2 separate regions of the Mus musculus genome follow, and region 2 is linked to region 1. A link is a contact called in public Hi-C data. All regions are on one chromosome and are shown on one strand. The core of a region is the stretch at or near the end of the contact, and the rest is flanking DNA. Distances in the headings are between cores, read along the strand shown. Region 1 has its middle 26 kb from the start of Gm34240. Region 2 overlaps Plch1 (phospholipase C, eta 1).

The links. A called contact is a pair of places that touch in the nucleus more often than the background predicts.
Region 2: a Hi-C map of uterus shows a contact between it and region 1, with 2.8 times the contacts expected there. The contact joins two enhancer-like sites. A contact is called at or near these places in 1 of 484 Hi-C or Micro-C datasets (uterus) and 1 of 115 datasets of contacts at active chromatin or transcription factors (kidney).

The regions. Positions count from the first base shown.
Region 1 is chr3:63,409,796-63,416,226 of GRCm38.p6, forward strand. No RefSeq gene overlaps it. Among named protein-coding and RNA genes, the nearest start is that of Gm34240, 26 kb to the right of the region's middle. Within about 2 kb of position 3,271, at least 35 of the 459 cell types and tissues checked have an H3K27ac peak or open chromatin away from gene starts, as enhancers often do. A contact at or near this core is called in uterus, where this site is marked.
Region 2 is chr3:63,868,153-63,874,851 of GRCm38.p6, forward strand. It overlaps Plch1 (phospholipase C, eta 1), which reads right to left. Exons shown (of 24, transcript NM_001370984.1): 3 at 2,504-2,622. The coding sequence starts at 2,582. Among named protein-coding and RNA genes, the nearest start is that of Plch1, 28 kb to the right of the region's middle. Within about 2 kb of position 3,304, at least 33 of the 459 cell types and tissues checked have an H3K27ac peak or open chromatin away from gene starts, as enhancers often do. A contact at or near this core is called in uterus, where this site is marked.

The DNA.
Region 1 (6,431 bases), core at 2,021-4,520:
TCTCTCTCTCTCTCTCTCTCTCTCTCTCTCTCTTTCTTCTTCTTCTTCTTCTTCTTCTTCTTCTTCTTCTTCTTCTTCTTCTTCTTCTTCTTCTTCTTCTTTTTCTTCTTCTTCCTCCTTCTCATCCTCTTTCTCCTTCTCCTCCTCCTCCTCTTCTTATTCCTCCTGTCTGTGGATCAAGATATAAAACTCTCAGCTACTGCTCCAGTGCCATGCCTGTCTTCTTCCTACCATGATGATCATGAATTGATCCTCTAAACCTGTAAACAAGCCCACAGTTGAATAGTTGAATTTCTTTTTTTTTTTAATATTAGAGTTGCCTTGACCATGGTGTCAACTAAAACTCAATGCAGTTCACAGCAATAGAGCAGTAAATTAGACACCGTCTACTAAAGACAAATGGAAATGTGCATACCAATGAGATGACTGCTTATTCATTAATACATAAAGAGATAAGTATTAGCTTAATATTAGTTACAAGACATGAAGCATCATAATTTTCCAGAACCTAATCATCAATTCTGAGAATTCTGCTTTGCATAAATACAAAGTGACAGAATCAGGATTGGAGTCATTAAAAAAATATTCGAAATTCTGTCCTAATCCCAAGTCAAAATTCCTTTAGCAGCAGTTTATGAAACTCAAGTCAGCACCTGAAACAGCAATTTTACAAATCAATTATAGCACAATACAATGTAAAGACATAATAATTTGACACTTTAATGCTAAGGAACAATAGTATGAAAATATTAGGTCACTGTTTCCATATAAAAAGATTATGTTTCCATAAGAACAGAAACTTTTGCAGGTACAGTACAGTAAAGCACTGCAGTTCCTAACATATAATACTCTTGGAACTTGCTTTTGTTTTCCAGCCCTCATCCCCATGGCATGGAGAGGTGATGCACACAGCTAAAAATGGGAAAGTTATATTTATCAGCAAGCCAGCAGGGAAGTCACCAAGTATAACAAGGGTATGCCAAAACACCCTGATTCATTTTGCATTTGATTTTGAAAAAAATTTTAGTCATCATGCATTCCAAACCCTTTATTGCTACTAAAATTTTCACAACCCCGGCACTCATTCTATGATACCATGTAGACCCTGATCCACACTTTTAAGAAGCCAGGGTCTAAAGCCCTATGCTAGTCTTATGGCTTTTATATCTGCTTCATTAATTCAAATTCTTTAGGTTGTTTTCCAACAAGTTTCATCTGACAGGAGTTGCACCCCATTCTCAGGTCTCTTCTGCTACCATGGAGATTCCCTGTCTCCCCAGAATACACCCCGAGTAGAGCTAAAAATAACCTGGAAGCATAGAAAAATTCTGTGGTCCCAGCATCATCCCAGACCATTTAATTCAAATATATTGTCATGTTCCTGTATTCATGGGCAGCTGTGCGTGAGTCATTGTCTGCCCAAGCTCTTTCGGTTTGCTTCCGTATTGGTGACTACCTTCCCCAGAAGCTTCAAGGATAGCTGTCCTTTCTCTTAGTCTTAGAACTTTCCAAGTTACCAAGTTCAAACAGAATTTTTTCTCTCTCCCTCCAAAATGTCAAGGCATTCCTCCATTGTGGTTTAGCTGAACACTGCTGTAGAGATACATGAAGCCATTCTGTTCTGTGTTTTATTGCTATGAACTGCTTTTCTCAAAAGGTGTCCATAGGATCTCCCATTAGTTTCTATATTCTGAGAGCTTTTCATAATTGCTCTGGCCTCAAACTATCTTCATTCATTTTTTTTTCATGCATTTACAGCCTCATCTAGTTTTGTGAACCAAATCTTTTATTTCAGAGAAACTTTCTTAAACACTCCCACTCATGGCTTCCTTCATTTGTGCTTGTTCTTTTCTTCTTAAACTCACACATTTTGAAGAGCAGATGCTCATACCTTTGGTTTTTTTCTAGTCTACTTTCAATTATTTTGGGTCATAGGACATGCTGGATAGCTATCCTTGCTCTAATTTGAATGTTGCAACCCTGATCCTGGATGCCTCAGAATGGGACTAGGGTTTTTACAAAGATAAGAAGTGAAATAGGTCATTAAGGGGGCACACTAGCCCAATAAGTCTAATATTTTGATTAAAAAAAAACTGATTTGGGCACAGGAACACATAGAGGAAGACAGAGTGTGACCAGGGAGATGGCCACCCACAGACCTCAGAATATCCTAGTCACATTGGTTCCTAAAGCACAGACTTCCAGAGTCTGAGAAATTTGTGTTCCTTGGGCCACCCAGACTGTGATATTTTATTCTTGCTCCCTGGTGAGAGAACACAGTCTGCTTTATAGGAGATTTTCTCAATTCTATTTTCCAACAACTATCAAGGAATTTTTGAAATAAATATTTGCTATCACATTTTATGTTTTAAAGACTCCTCTTTTGTTCCCTAAATGATCCATTTGTTCATGCTTCAAGGACACAGTATCTTTTCCTCTTCCCCTGAGGACATGGTAGTTTTCGTTTCCAGGTTTACATGTTTATGCAGTTTACCTACTGTATGGGCGTCTTTATCTTTCAGACTGGGGGTTCTCTTAGTTATCTGTTTGCTCATATTTATGAGTAAGGCAATAAAAGGGTAGACTTGAAGTTTGTGGGTGCTCAATGGGGTTTGTTGACTGATCTCATGCCCTTTGATCCTTAACTCAAAGGTTCAAAACTGTGCTTGTAGACTGAGTCTGACATGAATGTGTCTGTATTTTGTTTTGTTTTTCTTTGGATCCGTGGTGCCTTTAAACTGGTATGTTGTTTTTTAATTACCCACAAACCTCGCTCCTCTTGTTTGATTTGAGCAGCTTATAAGTTTGAAATTAATACCTACCTCTTCATTGAAACCAGTGAATTTCTTGAACATAAGTTTGAAGTCACTGCCTCTGGGATAAGTTCCATAACACTCACAGCTGGAGTCCAACTCTGCCTCCTTGGATATCAAGTTTCACTCCCCTTTCAGTGCCTCTGCCTGTTTTCCTGTGGTAGCAGACTTTTGATGTATATGTGGAAATCCCCATGAAAATGCTCACACAGAGGAGACAGGGATTGGGGCAGATTAGTAAGAAAATACATATTGAAAACCTCAACATTTAAAGGGACAGGAGTTCAAGCAAGGACGGAGATTATAATTTGATCTTCGTCAATCTAGAATGTTGAGTATTTGATGGTCAAAAATCATTAACCGTAGTTCTTCCTCTCAATGTAAATACCATGTCATGCAATGTGGCTTTAATAGACTTCCAGATGATTACAGAGACTATCATTTGTTTCTTGCGATGGAACATTTTTCAAGCAGAGACAAAAAGGAAATAAAAAAATAGAAGCCAAGACATATTTAAGGGAAAGAGGAAGTTTCTGTGCATATACATTAATTTGAATCACATGACCTTTTAGAAGTCAGCCTGCTAAAGCATTCATCTGGGCATATCTGCCAAGGTGTCCGTGAGCAATAAATTATTTGTAGCAAAAGTTGTCAGAGCAGTTTTCAAAAGTCTGAGTCCTTGGGATGTTTGCTGCATTTGGTCCACTTTGGTTGTTATTGCAAAGTGCCCCTCATGATCAACAGCACCTGGACTTCTATCTGCTTATTTCTGGGAACACGAGCTCTGGGAGCACAACCTAACATGCTACCCTTGTAGCATCCCATCTATGAGGGAACTATTTCCTTTCTCCTCCTTATTCAGCTACACATGCTGGCCCTATTAAACACGATTAGCTAACTCTTTGTTCCTATTAATCTTTCACTCCCACGATGATTTGAGCACTGTGGGTTTTTAATTATTAAGAGAGCCCTGGGAGTTGCCAAATATAGACTCATTCATGTGAACAGTAAACAAACTATGTTTGGATTCTCACAAATTTATGAGGCTTGAAAGACCTTGGAAAACCAGATGGATTTCAAGAGCTCTGTCTCCAACTATTCCAAATTGACACTAAGAATGAGGGGCAGACAGTGGAGTAGACAGCCATCAGGCAACTGTTCCATGCAAACTGGAGCCCAAGGGGATATTTATCTTTGCTATAAAAGCCCTATCTGTGAAATGGGCAAAATAATTGCATGTACTTCGGAAAGCTTTTGTGAAGGCCAGTTGAGATAATTTATTTGGCACACCTTAACAAGAACAGCAAGGTTAAAGCCTGGCATCACATGAACTCATGAAAGAACAATTGTTCATTATTTAAGAAACTAGTTAGACCTTCACAGCTGCCAACTATGATGCTAAAATAAACGAGTTGAATTATACTAGAAGTACTCAGAATGTGTATCTGTATCAATGATTTTTAATATGATACTTGAGAACAATTATAAAAATGTAAGCTTACAGATTCTAATTTTTATTACTGTAGAAACAACTTTAAAAGTAAAGTAATGAAGTCCTGGATTCAAACCAGTTTTTCCAGAATTTTTAGGGGTAGGAAAGATGGCCTAGTGGGCAGACCCTCTTGCTGCCACTCCTAGTAAGCCCAGTTTGATCTTTGGAACCCACATAGTTTGAAGGAGAGAACTGATTCCCTCAAATTGACAGGTACCTCCACATGCATGTTGTGGTACATGCGCACCCACCTACATACGTGCATGTACAATATAATTACATAAAATGTAATTTAAAAAAATCTTTAGGTTGAATGAGAAACTTTAATTTGATGGGTTCTGAATTAAGTACTGTATCCTTATCAACCATGTGCTTCAAGGCTGTATGCAGCAGAATCCACACTCTGCTAGTAAAGACGAAGGCCATGGAAGAAAGACACAAACTACATAAAACAAATAATCCAAAGGAGATTTGCATCACCATTTTAATTTTTATTTTCTGGGTCAAAATAAACAAAGTGTTTTTCAGACAGGATTTTTTAAATAAAATCTTTGTTGTTTTACTTTCCACAAGGTCATTTTCTTTGGTCCAAATCAGTGGAAAGTTGATATAGTCAACATATCAGTTATTGCTGTTTTTTCTAAGTCATTGTATAAACTGTCTGATTTAAAAATCTATGGTTGAAAAGATAACTCATGGGTAAAGGTTCTTGCCAGCAAGCCTGTCAATCCAAGTGCCAGCTCCAGGACTGAAGGAGAAAACTGATTCCTGAAAGTTGTGCCCTGGCCTCCTGCCCCATGTACATGTGCACGTGCGCACAGACACACACACACACACACACACACACACACACACACACACACACACACACACACACACACAATAAATGAATTATTCTATTTTTTCTTTCTATCTTTCTATCTTTCTATCTTTCTATCTTTCTATCTATCTATCTATCTATCTATCTATCTATCTATCTATCTATCTATCTATCTATCTATCTTGAGAGATTAGCCCAGGAGAGATGATTGAGTAATAAAAAGAGTTAAGATCATAAGTTGCTCTTCCAGAAGATCCAGGCTCAATTTCCAGCACCCACATGGCAGCACCATCATCTGCAACATCTGTATCTCCAGTTCCAGATGAGCCAGTGTTCTCTTCTAGTCTCTGTGGATGCTGCACACATATGGTGCACAAATATATTCAGGCAAAAATAATCATACATAAAATAAAAACAACTTCTTAAAAATGAATGTACATTAGCCTTTCTCTAATCATCATCTATAGATCACTTATTCTGGATATTAATTAATATATCACAAGAAACTTAACCAACAAAAATAAATTTGAAGCATGGGGCTCATTTTATTATATATATTATATTGAATAGATATTCAATATATGTATTTGAATGAACACTAGAATATAAAAACTCTATGCCATCCTATAATACAATGAAGAAAGTTATTTTAATTTCCTAAACTCAGACATTTCCACAATCACTTGAGCTTGGAATCCATAACATTTCCACAATCACTTGAGCTTGGAATCCATATTCACAGCACAATTTTTTTTTTTTTGATTATTCAAGTCAGGGTTTCTCTGTGTAGCCCTGGCTGTCCTGGAACTCACTCTATAGACCGGGCTGGCCTCAAACTCAGAAATCCGCCTGCCTCTGCCTCCCAAGTGCTGGGACTAAAGGTGTGCACCACCACCACCCGGCTCACAGCACAATTTTACTATCTTTAAAAAGTGCAGTGAATGGAATTGCTGTCTGGAGACACATGATTTACATGTGGTTCGGGTCCGTCTGACATGTTAAAACAAAGTTAGTACTACCAGGGCATGTAAACCAATGGAACAGAGTGGATGACTCAAAAGTAAACCTGTAAGATTCTACAAGATACAGGCAGAGACAATACTTCCTGCACAGAACTCCTGTAGCACAGAACTAATCCTAGGAATTGACAAATGGGATTAGATAAAACTAAAAGGCTTGTGAAAAGCAAAGAAAACAATCACTTGAATGAAAGCTAGCACAGATCAGGAAAACAATATCTTTATTAATGATAGATCAGAGTATCAATATCTAGGATCAATGAAGAGCTACAAAACTTAAGCAGCCC
Region 2 (6,699 bases), core at 2,054-4,553, 460 kb after region 1:
TTCACTGTTCCTACCTCACAGGTGTTGAGTCCTGACTCAGACCAACACACTTGGTAGGTTCACTGTTCCTACTTTAGCCAAGTGATGAGTTCCCACAGACAGATGAGCAGGGAGTCTTTCAGCCCTCAATCACTAAATCAGTTCAGGCAAAGAAACCAAGTTTGATGACTTGCCCTATCAGAATCAATTCTTAAAGGCACTAGTTGCATTACAAATGAAGAGAATTGTGGTTCTAACTGGCTTCAAGTCTCTTAATCTTGAGAGGATTTAATATTTCTAAACCCTTTGAGAAGTAATTCCTGAACCATGAAAAGTAACCAACTCACATTTTCAATGCGACACTGCCCCCTTGTGTATCTTGTGTTTGGTGAAAAGTCACTCACAAAAATGTAAAAATTTTTACTCTCAGAGATAGTTCAAAGGAATCTAAGATGCCAGAAAATAACCTTGAAACCTGTCAAGACCAGAATGCTTATTTCACACTTCCTTACTATGAAACAGGCCTGCATGCTCACTGAATCCACTGCCCATACCTTGGAAGTTCACTGTTCCTACCTCCAAGGGTTGAGTCCTGACACAAGGGAGAGTTACACACCTGAAGGACTGTCTAATTTGTTCAAGTTCATCCACTACTGGTTAATGACAGAGCAAGGACCCTTGAATGAACTTCAAACCTCTCAAGGCCCAGGGGTGTAGCTGAGTGGTAGAGTTCTGAGAACTCATCTCGCAGAACAGAATGATAGATTGGATTAGGCAGAAACACTGGGGTTGTGGAGACCTGAAGATCAGAGTTTGAACACCGGATCTCCACTTCAAAACCTCTAAGCTTTAGTTCCTCTATCCAAACAATGGGATGAACTATTACAAAGATTTCCAAAGGGCTCAAAAGAGCAGTGCTCACTATTAGGCCCTGCACATAGCATTCCTCGTGATAGCTAACCACCATTGTCAACTTGACTCTTCAGACTCACCTAAGAGACATACTTTTGGGTGTATCTGTGAGAAAGCTTCCAAAGAGTTAACTGAGGAGGAAAGATTCACTCTAACTGTGGACTTTGGAGCTCCAGAATGAATTTTTAAAAATGGGGAAAAGGAGAAAAGGAGCTAGGCACAAGCATTCATCTATACTTCTTGAGGTAGTGCGACTAGCTGACTCTTGCTGTTACCTCCATAGTTAAAACACTTGACACCACTCCCCCCCCCCCAGTGATAGGCTGTGCCTTCAAGCTGTGAGCCAAAATAATTTCTTCCTTGAAATAAAAAAAAGGCAAATAAAGACCGAGATATAGAAACATGCTAACTGAAATATAACTATAAAAACATATCAGAATTTTATTCACATCATAACTATGGTTTTAACTCTCCAGGTGAAGACATTTACAATAAGGAAAATGGCAATAAACTGCGTCATTTCAACAATACAGTAACACTCTGTCCCTTGAGACAGATAAATCTTAACAGAAAATACCATACGGCTGACAACATGAGTGTAGACACGAAGCAGCCAACAGCACTCTTGGGTGAGCTTCAGAGGAGAGCAAGACAGATCCTCACTTCTGAAGTAATATCCCAGTTACTTCCCACATCTTCCGTGTTGACAATAATGAAATGACAATAATGAGAGAATCAGCCTAGAAAGATGGACTGCAATTTAGGGGTTAGCTAAGGTGACAGTCTCAGCCTCCTTTCTTTACTTGTAAGATAAAGTCACCCTCTGCAGGGTCACACGAGGAGTCTTGAGAAGAGCGCCATACAACTACTGGAGCCAGTGGGTAGAGTAGCACTTGTCACAGACTTACCTTTAAAGTAATGATACACATTAAATCTGTTACCAAAATGAGGGATGAAATCCACAATGCGAAAGTTGAAAATAAACAGTAGTGTGTTTAATTAAGCATCACTCAGGTCTCATGAAACCTTTGCATCTCCTGGACTTCTGATGGACATTGCTCTACAAATTCCAATACCCCCGAAACCTTTGGCTCACAAATAAATTACTCCCATGGGAATATCTTGGTAGGAGGATGGACAAAGCTTATCCCTGACTATGAGACACTAAACAAGAAGCTATAGCCTGGTTAAAGGCAATGGTCTAAGACAATTATTATTTATCAGGAAAATGACCTGTATTAATAACCCTCTGTTGAGCTACAGTAACCCACCCAGCAGACATTCTGAAGTGTAGCAAGGTTCTCTGTTCTCTTTTCCTGTGGTCTGATACACTGGTTAAGTTTTCAAACCCCAAATAGTTACAACCATTGAAAAGGTACATTTTGGGAGTCAACAGGAGTAGAAAGGCTGAGTGGTAGGAAGAAGAACACCATTGCTGTTTTTTGAGGAAGTTCACGTTGATGAAAACTGCAGGTCACGGTCTGGTGGAATTTTAAGACAAACTCAAGCTCTTGGTTCAGCCCAACAATTAGACCATACTTGCATCCAAAACAGTACAATGAAAGTAATTTTCCGAAAGCAGAGTCTCAGCTACATAAGTACAACAGCTCACCATGAAACACGCGGTTGTCCACCAGAAAATGTCTGCGGTACTGCACACAGTTCCTCTTCTCACCGTTCCAGTAGTTCATTGTTGGAAGATGTCTGGCACAGCATCCAAATGAAATTGCCCTATCAAGAGAGACAGAATGAGACAGAAATGAAGAAAAGAGCAGGCACACGCTCACCCAGACAGCACATTGCCATGTGTTGCCTAGCACTGGGGGCAACATACAAGGCTAAAATGTAGACCAGGACTCCTCCAGCCCATAACAAACTTCCCACAGAACTTCCAAGAACTTGAATGCTGCTTTTTTTTTCCCCCATACCAAAACAATAACTCTTTCCAACAACATCATCCTGCACTCAGCTACTGCTGTCTGCTGAGGAAAGCAAGCTATCATTAAGCAGGTTTCAGGACTATATTTTGTGTTCCAGGTCTCAATTGCATTCTATCAGGATCCAAAACAGTCAATACTAATCAATTTCCAGAGGTCTCACTAGCAGGTGAGCTATTATTCTCAACTCCTGAATTTTGTGTTGGTGACATCCGGGTAGGTTATGTAACCAACTCGCAAAATGTTAGAAATTATTGCAGAGTCTAATTGGGCACAGATATGCCAAACTATAACAAAGTTTACTTGCCTTCTTTTAGTTCATTGGAGGTATTTATTTAGGGCCACTAATCCTTGGATCCACCCAGGCTTACAGATGTAACTAGAGCTGGCCAGGCCTCTAGCATAATGTGCTCACAGAACCTGCAGAGATTCCAGCCTCTGCAGAGACCAAACACTTGAAAAGCAGAGATCTGAGCTGATGAATTAAACTGCAAAGCCAATGTGCATGACCCTGAACAAGGAAGCCTTTGTTCACAAGGTTTGGCTAGTGACGTTTCAGAATTCCAACCTCCTTTCGGTTCACATCACAATGCTGGAGGTGGGGGGGAACAGTAGCAGGAAGAAAAAAAAAAACCAAAGAACCAAAAAAACCAACCCCCCCCCAAAAAAAAACCAAAACCAAACAAACAAACAAAAAACATAACAAAACTGCAAGGCTGGCAAGAAGCAAACCCCACAGGTGGAAAACAGTTTTGTCATCTGTCCTATTGCAACAGTCTATAGTTTTGTAAATGTACCCCAGTGGCTTAGTGAAAAAGGTAAGGTATCCCAGTGGGATAAGGTGTCACACTGGGACAGCTAGTGGAGGCTCCAGGAGCTTGGTAAGTTTCTCCTTAACCTTCCACAACGGGGATCTTATCTACCGTTCAGACTGCTTGCTGCTCCACACAATCCTGAATCCCTCCCCTTCTTTTCACTTCATCCCTGCCAGCTTAGAATGATGCTCCTGTTTCTTAAGCTGAGGGGGTAAAGAAAAGCATGTGGGACCACGGAGAGAAATGCTGCAGAACAGCTGACTACAGAAACAAGCCTACCTTTGCCCTCCAAAGCCAACATCTCATATTATATCCCAAATATTTTTAGATGTATAAATAATGTAGTAAAGGGTGGAGTGTGCCTTATAAAGCACGTGCTTAGAAGTACAGTGCCCTGAATTTGATATCCAGCAACACAAGTAAATTCACCAAAAACAATGAAATGTTATTATTTTTTTTTCAAAACTGCAGTACTGAAGTACCCCCATGTTCTTTCCTGTTCTGGTATCCTCTTTCCTCATTGCAAATCTCTCTCCTAGAATAACTATTTTTTAATATTCATTATTCCAGCATTTTACCTAAATACACAATTTTGAAGTCCTCTGTATTATTAAGGGCACTACCTTTTCCAAGAAAATACGTTTTTCATAATTAACAGTAGTATCGCTCACTTACAAAATATGTGCATGTCACTTACACTTGCTAATGTACATGGAACTAAAAAGAAGACCATCCCCAGTGGAGAGATAAGGACACCAACCCACCTATAAAACTTTTCACCCCAAATTTGTCCTTCCACAAGAAATGCAGAGACAACAATGGAGCAGAGATTGAGGGAATGGCCAACCAATTACTGACCCAACTTGAGACCCATCCCATGGGTAAACAGCAATCCCTGACACCTTTATACATGTAGACCAAAGCCTAGCATAACAGTCCTCTGAGAGGCTACACCCAGCTGCTGACTGACACAGATGCAGAGACCCACAGCCAAACATTGGATGGAGCTTGGGGAGTTTTATGGAACAGTTGTGGGAAGGATTATGGGCCCCAGAGAGGATGGGAAATCCACAGGAAGATGAACAGAGTCAACTAACCTGGACTCTTGGGAGCTCCAGGGACTGAACCACCAACCAAAGAACATATGCCCTCTGTGGATTCTGTTTTCCTAACAGAAAAGGCTGCCTTGTCTGGCCTCAGTGGGAGAGGATTGGCCTAGCCCTGAAGAGACTTGATACGCCAGGGTGTGGGAGATGTGGGGGGTGGGGGTGGGGCAGGGGGGTGAGGGTGGATCCACCCTCTCAAGGAAGAAAGTAAGGGGGAGGGACTGTGTGAAGCAGGGACTGAGAGGAGGAGGAGGGGCAGTGATCAGGATGTAAAGGGAATTTAACAATAATAAGAAAAAAGACCCTATCTCTATTCATGCTCATTTTCCCTTGCTAATTCAATTTTGTGGGTTTTTTTTTTTTTGTCATTATCAGATTTTGCTCCCTGTGCTCATCGCTGATCCAGATGTTTATAGTTAGCAAAGCAGGTACTCATGCAGCCTTCTCATCCACGCCCTATTAATCTTCGGAGACAGGTACTGTTATCTCCTTCTACCACACCAAAGAAGAGGAGATGCTATTAGACTGATTTGTTTACACTGCCAGGAAAAGTCAGAAACACAACCTTCAATCATATCTTCAGATTCCAAACGCAAGTTTCTAACCTCCACAGGCCATAAGGGACAAGGCTGTTATCCAATGTGAAGGTTTAAAATATGTCCTGTAGCCAGGCGTGAGATTCCCTGCCTATGATCTCAGCACTTGGAATGTGGAAGCTGGAGGATATTATGTTCAAGGACAGCCTAGGGATAATAATGAAATCCTGTGCAAAATAATAAATTAAAACAAAAACTCGTGGGTCTGTGTAGGTCTATGTGTATGGGATGTGTTCTGCAAATTCACAATGATGACAGCTAAGATACTGGGTGCAGCAACTCCATTCTAACCATAAAATCAGCAAAACTGATGAAAAATCTTTTTTTTTAATTTGGCAAAGATATGATATATATTATTATTTTTCTTTTCTTTTTTTAAAGCATTTTTACTAGATATTTTCTTCATTTACATTTCAAATGCTATCCCTATACCCTCCTGCCCCCCCCCCCAATTCACCCACTCCCACTTCCTGGCCCTGGCATTCTCCTGTACTGGGGCATATAATCTTGGCAATACCAAGGGCCTCTCCTCCCATTGATGGCCGAATAGGCCATCCTCTGCTACATATGCAGCTAGAGACACAGCTCTGGCGGTACTGGTTAGTTCTATAGGAGGAACAAAATCTTTCAACATAAAAAAACTTAAAATGTCCTAGCCTGCTTCTTGGTTACTATGCTTAAACACTGACCAAAAACAACTTGTGGGGAAAAAAAAAAGGTTTATTTTATTTGAGCTTATACTCTATTGTCCATCATCCAGAGAAATCAAGGCAAGAACCAGGAGACTGAAACTTAAGCAGAGACCACAGAAGAATGTTTCTTATTGGCTTGCTTCTGCTCAGCTAGAAAGCATTAGATGAAGATGATGAGGACGAGGAGGAGGAGGAGGAGGAGGAGGAGGAAGAAGAGGAAGAAGAGGAAGAAGAAGAAGAAGAAGAAGAAGAAGAAGAAGAAGAAGAAGAAGAAGAAGAAGAGGCCTAGGTGTGACACTACCTATCCACAGAGCTAGGCCTCCATCAATTAGCAATCCAGAAAATGCCGCAGACACGAGCATACACCAGACTGATGAAAAGTTCTTTGATTGAGGTTCTCGGGTGTGTCAAGCTAATAACCAAGGTCAGATTCACAAAATGTAAACATCTTTTACTTGATTCCCTCTCTCTTCAGCCTGGAGAATTTAACCACCAAGTTGTGATGGAGCCCTGGTTGAAATATTCTAGTCACCAATATATCCTGTGGCCTCAACATCTGTATTTCCCAAGTTCATATGTAGAAATCTTCAATGGTGATTTCAGGAGGTGAATCATTGGGGTTCTATCCTCTGAAGGGCTCTAGAAGGCATAAGCATGGCAAA